2 separate regions of the Sus scrofa genome follow, and region 1 is linked to region 2. The links are chromatin contacts, called in public HiChIP or PLAC-seq maps. All regions are on one chromosome and are shown on one strand. The core of a region is the stretch at or near the end of the contact, and the rest is flanking DNA. Distances in the headings are between cores, read along the strand shown.

Evidence for each region. HiChIP or PLAC-seq counts read pairs in DNA pulled down with a chosen protein or histone mark.
Region 1: an H3K27ac HiChIP or PLAC-seq map of alveolar macrophages shows a contact between it and region 2. The contact joins two enhancer-like sites. A contact is called at or near these places in 1 of 5 promoter capture datasets (liver), 4 of 47 Hi-C or Micro-C datasets (embryonic fibroblasts and liver) and 1 of 2 datasets of contacts at active chromatin or transcription factors (alveolar macrophages).

Annotation. Positions count from the first base shown.
Region 1 is chr4:122,711,443-122,718,900 of Sscrofa11.1, reverse strand. No RefSeq gene overlaps it. Among named protein-coding and RNA genes, the nearest start is that of SLC44A3, 94 kb to the right of the region's middle. Within about 2 kb of position 5,505, at least 27 of the 83 cell types and tissues checked have an H3K27ac peak or open chromatin away from gene starts, as enhancers often do. A contact at or near this core is called in alveolar macrophages, where this site is marked.
Region 2 is chr4:122,639,500-122,646,021 of Sscrofa11.1, reverse strand. No RefSeq gene overlaps it. Among named protein-coding and RNA genes, the nearest start is that of SLC44A3, 21 kb to the right of the region's middle. Within about 2 kb of position 2,746, at least 7 of the 83 cell types and tissues checked have an H3K27ac peak or open chromatin away from gene starts, as enhancers often do. A contact at or near this core is called in alveolar macrophages, where this site is marked.

The DNA of each region.
Region 1 (7,458 bases), core at 4,256-6,755, 70 kb before region 2:
GATTTGGTTCCGCTGCGCCACAGTGGGCCCTCCCACAGTTTGGATTTAATCAGGCCCTGAAAAGCCACATCACGTCGAAGAACATATGGCTGCTCCCCGTGTCGTGCCTTCCTTCGGCACCGCTCACAGCCAGTAACTGGACTCTGAATCACTGCTCTCCTCCCTCCCTGCCAGCTCCACTCCCGGCCCGATCCCTTCCTGGTTCCGAAGCAGAGCCTGGGCCTCCCAGGTGGGGCTTACCGGCAGCTCTGGAGGGTCCCAGGGCTCACCTTCCAGACCCGGCCCCTTGCAGCCTCCTTTCACCGGCGAGTGAGTGTTTGCCCACCTGGTTTCTTTCCCTGACTGGGGACAGAACCGCAAAATCAGAGAAAGGTCCTCTGCAGAGAAGGGATTCCTGTCCCTCCCCTCCTCCGGGGGACCTTCCTATCCACCCACATTGTCCATGTCGTCCCTGCTGGCGGACTCTGACCCACGTGGCCAGGCTGCGACTCTCTGTGGTCTTCTCTCGGTCCCCATTCTATCTGTGCCAACACTGGTTGAGATGGATGTCACAGAAGTTCGGATGGAAAGGAGTCACAGAAGGGGGGGCTGCCCCCGCTGAGCAGACCCCTGGGGCCATCCCAGTGTCCCAGGCACAGGCCCCAGTCCACTGCTCCAGGTCCCCCTGGAGGGTAAGCAGCCTAATTACCCTCGACTGCATTTCCAAAACCCTGTGCTCAACGGCAGATCTGTAACTTCGTGTTTCTTCTTAAGGGAGGCATCCCCCTACTATGAAGACTTCAAGGCCCCCAAGCCGGAGCTGCCCTCGCCACCAGCTAATTGTGAGCCAGTTTTCTGCAATCCACCTGCAGGATTGCTCTCCACGCCCGGCGGCCTGCTCATCTCCCAAATTGCTCCTTCCCCACTGGCCGGGCTCCAGCGGCCCCGCCTTACCCCTGAGCACACCAGGCGGGGCCAGGGCATCAGGGCCTCTGCAGTGGAGGCTGCCCTCCAGGTGCTCGCCTCCCTGGGGTCACATCAGGCGGGACTTTCTCCGTGGGCCTCCCCAGCTTCCTGATTAAGGGGAGCCCTCTGTCCCCTCCTTCTGCCCTCTGCCCCACCGCCCCGTCCCCTGCTGACTTCTGCATCATTTGTCATCTGCCAGCACACTTCGTGACCTGATTCTTTATGTTTTCTTTTCTGTTCCTGCTACTCTCCCCAACCAGAATGGAAGGTCCATGAAGAAAAGGAAACAAAATCAGTTTTGTTGGAGTTCCCGTTGTGGCTCAGTGGTTAACGAATCTGACGAGAAACCATGAGGTTGCGGGTTCAATCCCTGGCTTCGCTCAGAGGGTTAAGGATCCAGCGTTGCCGTGAGCTGTGGTGTAGGTCGCAGACGCGGCTCAGATCTGGGGTTGCTGTGGATGTGGTGTAGGCCGGTGGCTCCAGCTCCGATTGGACCCCTAGCCTGGAAACCTCCATGGCTGTGGGTGCAGCCCTAGAAAAGACAAAAAAAAAAAAAAAAAAAAATCGGTTTTGTTGAGTAGTGAGTTCCTGGCGCCCAGCACATAGTTCACAAGAGTCACTTGGTTAATGTTTCGTAAAGGCACAAGGTGGCAGGACCTGAGACAGGGACAGCCCAACCTCCCCGCCCGCCTGGTGCAGCTGGGGGACAGCGCTGGTCCAATGGAGAAAGGAAAGTTGCTTCTCAGAGGTGACTTGGCTCCACAGGTCCCAGTACATCCGGTCCCTGCCCATCTGCCTCAGGAGGTGTCATCGGGCCCCAGACAGAGCCACCACCTATGAAGTCCCCAGAAATGCTGAGGCTGGGATAGGGGAGGGGCTGGGGCCCGTGGGACTTCCATGAGTGCGTCCAGTCCCACAGCAGGGCAGCCAATTTCCAAAAGAGCAAAGTACACAGATGTTGACTCAGAGCCGGCGCTAACTTCCTGCCTTTGCACATCTGGCCAATCCTGGCTGGCCCGACGGGGGGGCGGAAGGGGTGCAGCGGTGGAGCTCCGGGGGGATGGGAGCCTTGTGACTTTAACCCCCACGGGGACACGGCTCTGAGTGGTACTGGATCCTGGCGCCAGGAAGAGGGCGTGTGTCTCTGAGGAACAGGGCGCGGATGACACCAAGATGTCCATGGGCCCCTCCCTGGAGCGTGATCCCCACTCAGCTAGTCGGGACCCCCTCCCCCGCAGCCAATGCTGATGACATCATGACAATCCGAGCTTTCTATAGTAGTTTAGGGTAGCCAAAGCTCTTTGTCACAGCCTCTTTCATGTCGCGGCCAACCAAACCTGGAAGAAAGACCAGGAATCGTCATCCCGTTTTCCACAGGGAGCGCTTGAGGGCTGTGGGGGTCACGAGCCAGCACACGTCAAGGCGGGACAGGCTGCACCCTGTCCTGTGTCCTCAGAGACAGGACCGTGACACCCAGGGTTTAATGCTTAGGGCAACTATTTCCCTGAACCGCCAAGCTGCCTGAGTGCAGACACTTATCCGAGCACTGCGGGAGGGGCGAGTCACTTCTCGGGCTGAAGAGGGACATCGCCTCTCAGCGCCCACCGCACACCTGCTGGCCATTCTCTAATCTCTCTCAGACTGTGCTGATTACCACAAAAGGACAAAAACAAAACCACTTGTTTCTTTTTGAAAAATGGTCATCAATAGGGAGTCAGTAAAAATCTAAGAGGCAGTCACAGAGGGAGCCTGGCAATCGGGAGGAGGGTGGCTGTGATGGCAGGAGCATTGGCAGCTGTTCTCTGCCACACCTGCCAGTGGTCAGACTCTGTGTTACGTACTTGACGTGTGTATCTCATTTACGCTTCCCAGTGGCTCCATGACTTGGTAATATTGCTGTCCCATTTAACAGATAGGGAAACTGAGGCCTAGAGGTGAATTCCTTACTTAAAGTCTTACAGCTGGGAAGTGGTAGAGCCCAGACTTAATTTCGAGCCTATGGCAAAGCCCATGCTCTGAAAGCCTACATTGCACACCTTATGTGGCCTCTCCGTGCAAGTGCCTTCCCGTAGCCCGCGTGGGCTCCCATACTTCTGAAGTCACCAGCAGGCGAGAGCAGTGCCAGACTATATCCTGTCCCTTTTCCCAATTCATTCTCCGTCTGTCTCTCTGCCTCACTCTCTGTCTGTCTGTCTCTCTGTTCCCTCCTCTCCCCACACTTCCTCCTTATCTCAGGGCCTTCCTCTCTCCTCTTTCTTGAGCTGAGCAGGAAAATCAAAATTCTTCTCTCCAGACCCTGCAGAAACAATCCATTCATTTAACAAATGGTTTGGGGTAAATGTTCTGTGCCAGGCCCTGTTCTAGACCCTGGGCACACGGCAGCAAACAAAACTGACGTGAATCCCTGACTTGATGACTCAGTCGTGCTTGTGGAGAGATGGACAGAAAACAAACCTGGGAGGTCAAGCCAGAGGCAGGCAGGGCTGAGCGGGAACGGAGGCAAAAGCAGAGGTGAGACAGGGTGGGGCCAGGCGAGGCCTCGAAGAGGAAAAGCCTTTTGGGCAGAGACCTGAGAGCAGGAAGGAGGAAGTCGTGTGACAAAGGACAGCCTCAGTGTGATGGGAATGAGCTCAGCATTGTCACCAGACTTCGCAAAGGATGAGGAAGGAGGCTGGGAAGAAGAGAAGGAAGGAAACAGAAAAGAAGGAAAGAAAAAATTGGACATCGTTAAATTTAAATTTCTGATAAACAAAAAACAATTGGATGGGGGACATGCTTATACGAAAACGATAGTTGCTATTTACCTGAAACGTCACTGTGCCTGGGAATCCCAAGCTTTATGGGGCAGCCCTCGCCCTGGAGACGGGGCAGCGGGTCAGGGTGAAGGGAGGGAAGGGGGGGACACGGGCACCAGGAGCGGGGCTGACACATCCTGCCCAGAGAAGCCATCTAGATACCCCGCCAGATTTTCCAGGGCAGTTGTCTCCCCACTGTCTATGAGAAACGTGTGCTAAGCGCTCCGAAAGAGCAGGTGGGAGAGAGGACGTCGCGGGGGTCCATCTAGTGTGGTGCAGGGAGGCGTCCGTGTCTGCGGCACCTCTGCTCCCAAGAGGGTGCAGCCCAGGAGACCCCCGGCATCAGCGGCTGCATCCAAACAGGCTCTACTGAGGGGGCGCCATGGGCTGAGAATCGGAGGCCCACAGATGAAGCTGTAGAAGGGGCTGGGCCTCCTCTCTGGCTCAGGATGGGGCCCAGAGGGGAGTCAAAGGTCAGCAAGGTCCCCCTGGGTAGCCGGGGGTCAAGCATTTGCCACTGGCGGGAGTGGTTGATGTGCATATCTGAGCTGGGAGGGAGCTTCTGGGACACATCTGAGCCATGAAGATGGCCACGCCTACAGCGTATGGACGTTCCCAGGCTAGGGGTTGAATCGGAGCTGCAGTCGCTGGCCTACACCACAGCCACAGCAATGCCGGATCCAAGCCTCGTCTGTGACCTACACCACAGCTCTCAGCAAGGCCAGATCCTTAACCCACTGAGCAAGGCCAGGGATCAAACCTGTGTCCTCATGGATACTAGTAGGGTTCTTAACCCGCTGAGCCACAGTGGGAACTCCTCCCGAGCCATAAATATTAAGGTTGAAAATAGTGAGATCAGTCAGACAATGAGACACCAACATCAAATGCTCTCTATCACCGACATGTAGAGTCTGAAGAAAGGACACAATGAACCTCTTTGCAGAACAGATACTGACTCACAGACTTCGAAAAACTTATGGCTTCCAAAGGACACAGTTCGGGGGTCGGGGGGGGTACACTGGGGGTGTGGGATGGAAATCCTATAAAATTGGATTGTGAGGATCTTTGTACAACTATGAATGCAATAAATTCATTGAGTAATTAAAAAAAGAAGAAAAAGAAAAAAGAAAAAGAAGACACCTGAGGTTAAAATGTAAACGACCAAGGGGCTTCCTTCGTCCTGGCTGAGCTGGGGGTAGGGAGAGAAGCCAGGAGATCAAAGCAGACATTTCAGCGAAATTCCCTATACCAGCAAGTATCCACTTCACAGTCACCTCGAGAATTAAATGGGGCAACGCCTGTAACCGATGACATTAAACAGCCAATGTCCCTTCTCCTTTCTAACTGAAGGCGTTAGCTCCCGTGCCAAGGTCTGGGACCTGCGTGGGCCTTGAGGGCCAAAATCAAACCTCATGAACCTGTCGTGTTGGTTGCTGGGCGACCCTGAGGCTCAGCGCATCTGGATCGAATCCCTTTCCTGGAAACAGTGACCTCATGAGGTTAAAGGGCAGGGCCCAGGGCAGCTGCCCAGCTGCGTTGCTCAATGAACAGCATGGAAATACACAGCCTCCTTCCTAGGGTTCCCCTGTCGTTGGATTTCTTACATTCATACCAAAAAAAAAAAAAAAAAAAAAAAAAGGAAATAGGGCCGCCTGAGTGAGGCCACAAAACTTTGAGAGCAAGCTGCCCGCCCTTCCCAGCTCAGGAACGTTGCTTCATCGCCTGACTAAAAGGCAGGCTGGGGAGGCAGCCGGCGGCCTGGGAGCTGCCTTATAAGGACATTCGCCAAGCCTGCCAGGTGTGTCATCCCCAAGTCCAAGAGGAGCGGCGACGGTCCCAGTGAGTCAGGGCCTGGTGGGGTGCAGCGGCCTCGGCAAAGCCACACGGGGGGCAAGTGAGAGTTTTCTCACTTCCCTCCCTCCCGACATGTTTCCATATGCTTTGGATTATTTTCTCATTTCCTTTGGCAATTGGGAAAACAGAGGAAAGGATTTTTTTTTTTTAAGGCCACACCCAAAACATATGGAAGTTCCCAGGCTAGGGGTCAAGTTGGAGCTGCAGCTGCCAGTCTGCACCACAGCCACAGCAATGCAGGGTCCAAGCTGCGTGTTGAGCGAGGCCAGGGATCAAACCCACAGCCTCATGGATACTAGTCAGGTTCATTACCGCTGAGCCACAATGGGAACGCCAGGAAAAGATTTTTGAGTTAACAAAAAAGAAGACAGCACTCATATGCTCTGATTTTATTTTATTTTATTTTTTGTCTTTTCTAGGGCTGCACCTGTGGCACATGGAGGTTCCCAGGCTAGGGGTCTAATCGGAGTTGTAGCCACCGACCTACACCACAGCTCACAGCAACGCCAGATCCTAACCCACTGAGCAAGGCCAGGGATCGAACCTACAACCTCATAGTTCCTAGTCGGATTCGTTAACCACTGAGCCACGACGGGAAATCCAGCTCTGATTTTAGTAGCAAGGAGAAGCCTCCCTGCTTTTGTGGGAGGTACAGGAGGCGGCCCAGGTAGGGGGGCCGCTGAAACAGAGAAAACGCAGGGCTGCAGAGAAAGGCCTTTGAGAACTAGCACATGGCAGCTCCTGCAGGACAAGACAGTGTCCCCCGTGATGCAGAGCTGGCCTCACAGCCACTCCGGTTCCCGCCCAGAAAGACCTGCCGGGGAGGCGCAGCCTGGCAGCAGGTGAGCCCTTTGAAATGAATGAGGGCAAAGAAGTGGCGGTAGGACTGACCCGAGGTGGCCTAGGGTCACAGTTAGGAGACAAGCTTTGCCGCTTCAGCTGGGTGACCTTGAACAAGTTAATTCATCTTTCTGAGTTGCGACGGCCCCTCATGTGACACGTTGTCGGTGTAATGCCCTCTACAAGCAGCGCTCCCGTGCTTTACACTAATGCAGCGGGTTTTCACAACCGGCCTGTGAGGCAGATGCTGTCATTCCCCGCCTTGTGCAGGTGGGGAAAGTAACCTTGCCAAGGTCCCACAGCGGGTCATTGGCAGAAAAGCAACTGGACCCCAGACATTCAGGCGCCAGGGCGTGTGCCCGGGTGGGGGTGGGGGTGTTGGTGGTTGGAGAGGATTCAGAGGACCAGGCATGGGAGAGCCCTCAACACGGTGCTGGGTGCCAGGTTGATGCCCAAGGAATGTGACCTGTTACGACCAACCCTCCCCCGGTTTATCCACCTGAAGGCTGGGTGACGCCAGCGGCCCCTGCAAGAAAGAATCCAGGACACGTGACCGAAGACAGGCCCCAGGAGAGAGGGGAGCAGCCCGGAGAAAGGGCTCGAAACGAGGGGAGATTCATGAGGGAGGGACGTGTGAGTGTGTCCCCGTCGAGGCAGGGAGCTGGACTCTGTGCCAACAAACTCAGTCAGCCCCTGGCTACAAGGGGTGGGGGGCGAGGAAGTGGGAACTCCCCAGGCATTTCTGGGCTCGGCGCTGGGGGACAAAGCAGGGTGGTTACCAGGTGGCAGTCTTCCGAAGAAAGTCACTGGCATGGGGACGTTAGAAGCAAAACACCAGAGGGAAGCCCCCCTCCTCCCCACTGTCTTAGCTCCCCGCACTCGCCACCAGCACTTCCACTGCTCGATGTGGCTTGCTTGCTGAAATGACACAGGCTTTATCCCTGAGAGGTCTGAACCCGGGTTTCCATGTTTTATCTGGTTGTAGTGGCTATGACCCCCGACCACAGCTAAAACTGGACTCCAA
Region 2 (6,522 bases), core at 1,497-3,996:
CAGGATTTTTTTTTTTTCCTTTTCCTCCAGTTTACATTTCTGAAATACCTCTTCCTATTACATAAAACCATATTCTCAAAACAATTATGTCTATTGTTGAATGTCCCCAGCTTGTAGAAGGCGGTGACAGTAAATTCAAGCTGCGGGAATGAAAAGAAAGCCGAGAGAGAGAGAGAGAGAGAGAGAGAGAGATCATATAATTCAAAGAATAAGCAGCCAATTCTAAAACTTCTTTTTTTTGCTATCATTTCTGCCCCAGGTTCTGCATTGAGGCAGTGTGGTGTTGCAAAAGAGCCTCGTCTATAATTAGCAAGATCCACAGAATTGCAAAGATCTGTGTGGGAACAGGCGCTCCATCACTTACCAACGGATCTTGCGCAAGATACTTCCTCCCTAGTGTCTCAATCCCTGCATCTGCAAAGTGGAGAAGAGTACCTCCCATACCAGGACCTTTGCACCTGGCACACAACAAGCACCGTGGAAAACCATCCAGTCGGATCCCTTCTCCTAGGTTTCCACGGGCTTTTGAGGAAGGAGTGGTGGGGAACAGTAAGAAGAAAAATGAAGAGTAGGAAATGAAAGGGCACCAACAGGAGGAAGTTTTGCCTGGTGACCTGCCTGACACGGAGGCCCTTCAAGTGCCGCCGCATTGGATGCCACATCTTTCCATCTTTGTGACACTGAGATCAAGCACCAGTCGTTTTTTCCACTCAATATGTTTGATGAGTCACAGGCTCTCATTTTTCACAGGTGAGCTGCAATACCAAAATGATGAGGGTGCCGTGGGCAAAGGCAAAAGGAAACCCACAACTCACTGTGTTGTGTAACTTAGGACTGCTGCTCTGTCTAGGAGCACCAAAAGTGCATCTGTCATTCTTTTTTAAAAAATCTCTTATACATGAATTTAGGTAAAACATAAAATATTTATGATGGGGAGTTCCCTTCGTGGCTCAGTGATTAACTATCCCCACTAGGAACCATGAGGTTGCAGGTTCAATCCCTGACTTTGCTCAGTGGGTTAAGGATCCAGCATTGCAGGAGCTGTGGTGTAGGCTGCAGATGTGGCTTGGATCCTGCATTGCTCTGGCTATGGCATAGGCCACCAGATGCAGCTCCAATTCAACCCTAGCTTGGGAACTTCCATATGCCATGGGTGTGGCCCTAAAAGGCAAAAAAAAAAAATTATAAATATATATATATACACATACATATACACACACATATATATTTGATGCATAAATAGGTTAAAATTGCATATCACAGGAATTAGAAGAGCATATGGACAAATAAAAACACATTTTTATTTTGGGCTAAAATGATATGCAGTATTTGTGTTAGATTTCCATTATTGAAAGTTTCTGGAATAAAAACGACATTACCCATGCATATCTCTTAGCACAGTCAATCTCATTCTTTTCCTTTGCTTTCTTTCTTTCTCTCTCTCTCTAAATGCCAAAACCTGAAATCACCAGGTGACAGGTAAAGCCTTCAGCAGCCCTACCTACCTGGAATGTTCCTCACAACTAGTGCAGTGCTGCATGGTTATCCTTAAGAGATCATTTCTGGAGCTCCCGTTGTGGCTCAGCAGTAATGAACCCAACTAGTATCCATGAGAATGTAGGTTCGATCCCTGGCCTCGCTCAGTGGGTTAAAGATCTGGCGTTGCTGTGAGCTGTGGCATAGGCCACAGTTGTGGCTTGGATCCAGGGGTGCTGTGGCTGTGGTGTAGACTGGTAGCTACAGCTCCCATTTGACCCCTAGCCTGGGAACTTCCTATGCCCAGGGTACTGCCCTGAAAAAAAAAAAAAAGCTAGAAACAATTTCCTAGGAATTGTGGCTCGCTTCCAGCACAATTACTTAACCAGAGACTCGAGGAAATTCAAGAGGGAAATTCAGCAAAGCACATGGTTTTTCAATCTTAAAGGCAGATTTTTAGGAATAGCAGTCCAGTGGTTGAAAGCACCCCTGTCTTAAATGTTTGATTTATCTTAGAAGCTCTTCAGCCTTGAGTTGCTGGATAACCCAGAGCTGGACGAGGCCTCCTCCTTCCTGAAGGACAGCAATCATCAGCATAAACCCCCAACTGCTTTCTCCCTGACCCCGCTCCCACGCAAAGCAGCCTGGAAACATTGCTTGATGATCGTCCTGAGTGAAGCACAGGGAGGAGGAGAGGAGCAGGAAGGGAAGAAGGTCGCTGAGAGCAGAGAAGAGAGAGAAAGGACCAGAAGGGACTTGTGCCCTTCCTGAGTCCAGGAAGCTCTTCTGGCAGCTGAGGCAGCTGAATCAAGGAGAGACAGGCTGTGCCTTGAAGCCCGGAGCGCGGGGCACCCGCAATTCCGCACGAGCCTGATGCCTCCCAGGCAATGTACTAAGGGCTTCCCAGGGCTGGGAAAACCCATCCTTCCCTTCGAGAAAGACGACGACACTCCTATTTCTGGACAAGATCCACAGTCTCCTGCTCCCAAGAACTGCCGTTGAGAATTCCCAACATTGCATTCCTATTCCTGCGGGAAACACCCAGAGCCCTAGTGACCAGTTCGGAGAAGGCAAATCGGATGTTCTACTTCCTACGGTTATAGATGGAGCACAGTCATCTGATAAAAAAAGTTGGCTTTTCGGTAGCATTATTTCACAAGAAGCTTGAGGTCTTTCAAAGTCATGATACATGGGCTTTGATTCACAGCGCCTTAAAAGAATTACACACCAAGACACACGTAGCATGCAAATGCCTTGTAAGCATCATGTTTTTCTAACCATCTTGGTCTGCTGCCCCACTTCCTGCCTTCGTGAACAGGATGTGACCCAACAGGATGTAGCTCTCCGTTGTTTTTCACTCTCCAGCTCTGAAAACCTCTTGTCTGAGTTTGATGACCTGACCATTGACCTCTAGTGACGATGGCCACAAAGGGGAAAACCCACCCTCCAATAATCTGAGCCTTGAGGACTATGAAACGTGCTCTTCTTTCCCTAGGTGACTCGTAGTCCCCGCTCCCCAGACAGGTGAGGAGCAGGTAAAAACTGAACAGCTGATTCGCCATCTGCCTGGATCCCTGACTGTCCTGCTACGTCTCTGCCCAGGCCTTTTGGCCTAAAGGCTGATCATTTTCCGCTGCAGGAGAAGATGGTAGGGATCGTACATGAACTTGCAGCCCACTCCCCATCCCCCGGCCCCCTTCCCGGACACTCCATTTGATCGTCTGAGATCAGCTGCATGTGTGCTCTGATCCTGGTCCTCAGAGCGGGCCCCTTCCAAAGGGCTGTGGTTCATCCAGTTTCAGGTGGGTTAACTGAGGCCCGGAAAGGCTGAGGAACCTGCTCAAAGACACAGCTTTTCCTGCTGCAGCACAGTAGAAAGGGAGCCAGAGTAAAGGAACCCCGAAAGCTGGGAACTGCCAAGAATGGCCAATAGCAGACTAAAGACGGCCACCATGGGAGCACACAAATGACCCTTCTCGACGTCAACCCCCCAGCTCCCCTGAGACACCGACTTGTGGAACACGAGGGAGTCGTCTGTATCTCTCACCCGTGCCAGCCCTCAGACGTGCTCCTCTGCTGGCTTCCCTGCCCCAGGACAGTCCTATGACCGGAGGCTGGTCCTGATGGCCCTCCGAGAGCCTCCTGTGGGTGTCCGTCCTCTCCTGCAGCCTCTCCACATATGAAGCAAAGACATGAAGATGGAGGAGGCAGAGGTGGGGGAAGGCCCCCCAGGCTGGCCTTCTTGGGGTTTCAGAGCTAGAATCTCAGTAGCCAGCCCTCCAGCCAGGGCTCAGGTCTGTAGACCATGCACGAGGCCCCAGCCTGCTTTGGGTCAGAGGGTGAGCCCTTTCTTTAACTGAGCAGATAGCATCAGCATCGTAAAGTAACCTCCGTCCTACTGCCGAGCACACCACTGTCCCCTGTGCCACAGGAAGAGGAGAGAAGATGGGTTTGGGAAGAGGCAGGAAGAAGTCTATTGGGCTCATCTATGGGGAGATGCCCTGAATTGGGGGTTTCAGAGGGCCAGCTAGGTGGACTGTCCAGCAGGCAATGGGAACTCTCCGTGGAACTCTGAAAAACTAAATGGCACTCTGGTTCTCCTTCAGCATGATTTGATTCATGAGAATCTAAACTATCTTGCATGAGTTTCCTTGCCATAAGCCACCACTAAATTAGACTTTAAAAAGCATAACTGTGATTTGTGCAGCTAACAGCTCCTAAGCCAAAATTAGAACCTTGTATAACTCCACACTTCAGATGCAGTGAAATCATACCTTCAGGTGACTATGAAATTTGAAAAACATGAACTGTTTAAAGGGCAAGCAGACTGAAATCCAGCTAAAAGAATTACTGAATTTTCCTGTTGCTTTTGATATATATAATGAAACTGTCATACATGAGCTAGGCTATGAGGATAGCAGAAACACAGGGTTTTAATGGTCTTATTTCTCACTTCATATGATTGTGAAATTACCACTCTCTTCCTGGCACTATAGTCATTTGTACGTTGAGGTTAGGGTACCTATTACACAGGGAGCTGCTGGCTCACCTTCTAACCCCACAGGTCTGATGCTATGCTCTGTACATAACAGGCTTGCAAAAAATATAGAGGACCTAAATAAAAGAGTGACCCTTGAAAGCGACATGTGCTTAATTGTCAGAACTCTTACAATTGAACAAAACATTTAAAAAGTTAATCATATTTCTTTGTTGAAATGCCTGTCGAGTAAAATTTGAAATCAATATCAAATTCAGGAGTTTCTGTTGTCGCTCAGTGGTTAGTGAACCCACTAGCATCCAAGAGGACACGGGTTCGATCCCTGGCCTCACTCAGTGGGTTAAGGATCTGGCATCGCCGTGAGCTGTGGTGTAGGCCAGGAGCTACAGCTCCGATTGGACCCTGGGCCTGGGGAACTTCCATGTGCCATGGGTGCAGCCCTAAAAAGACCAAAAAAAAAAAAAAAGTCGAATTGAAAAGGGAAATTCAAAGCCCAAATGCAGTTTTATAAAGTAACAATCCAGGTATGTCAAGAACAACATCATCATGCAAATGTTTCTCTAATTTACTAGAAACATCTACAGCATTTATTCTCAGCTGCGGCCACAAGTTTTGATACCTGGCCAATCTCTAGAGATTATTGGGTCCAGCAATTAATTCAGGGATGTGATTTTTTTTTTTTTTTGTCTTTTTGCCTTTTCTAGGGCCGCTTCCCGTGGCATATGGAGGTTCCCTGGCAAGGGGTCCAACCAGAGCTGTAGCTGCCGGCCTACGCCAGAGCCACAGCAACAGCAACTCGGGATCCGAGCCACGTCTGCGACCTACACCACAGCTCATGGCAACGCCAGATCCTTAATCCACTGAGCAAGGCCAGAGATCAAACCCGCAACCTCATGGTTCCTCATCAGATTCATTAACCACTGAGCCATGACGGGAACTCCCAGGGATGTGATTTTTTTTAAAAATTCTAACACGCCCTGGAAGTTGAGAAACAATGAACTATAGTTTACTCTCTTCAAAAACAAGATTTTCCAAAATGCTCAGCCTCTTGAGTAACTGAAGAAGACAGAAACAATAGCTTGCCATTATCTCAGATTATCAGATAGGCAAACTAAAAAAATAACGCTCATAGGCAGGCATTGTTTTTTCAAACTGTGCATTACTACTACCCATTCATGGATCATGTAATCAAGGCAGTGAATCATATCTGGTATTCAAGAAATTTTTGAAAAGGAAAGGAAAGAGAGGAGAGAAAAAGAAGTCACTGCATCTAGTCTAGAAAAAATGTTAATGTGTGTACTGAATCACTACAGAAAATGTACATCTTATAGGAAGTCAAGGTGCACAAGTTCAAAAAACACTCTAGAGTGTAGACAAAAACACACTCTCCTGTGCTGTCAAGGGGGAATGCAAATGAGCACAGTTGTTTTGGCAACAGGTATTTAAAGCCTTGAAAACCTTCGCTTTGACCCAGATATGTCTGATCTGAGAATTTATCCTAAGGAAACACTCTCTCAAAGGCATGCTTGCATGTGGGAATGTATATTCCTTTGCTGTTTACAATAGTAAAAAGTTTTAAATAGCCAACCAGATGGATTATAGTCAAATACATTATGAGATGCAATAAAATACAATGCAGCTATTAAAAATACTGACACAGATGAGTTCCCTTGTGGCACGGTGGGTTAAGGATCTGGCATTGTCACTGCAGTGGCCCTAGTTGCTGCTGTAGCACAGGTTTGATCCCTGACCTGGGAACTTCCACATGCTGTGGGCACAGCCAAAAACAAAAACAAAAAAACTCTGACACCGATTTATCTCTACTGACTAGGAATGACGCTTAGATACTTTAAAAAGAAAAAGCAGGTTAGAAGGTTAGGTGCTATAATCCCACTGCAGTAAATGTGGATTTATCAAGATGGTGAAGCCATGAGACAGATGTTAATTGCACAGACTCAGAGCAGAATGCCTGGTTTCCACACCCTGGTTCCACTACTTCCAAGCTGCGTGGTCTTGGCCAAGAAGCTGAACTTCACCAGTGCAGGATA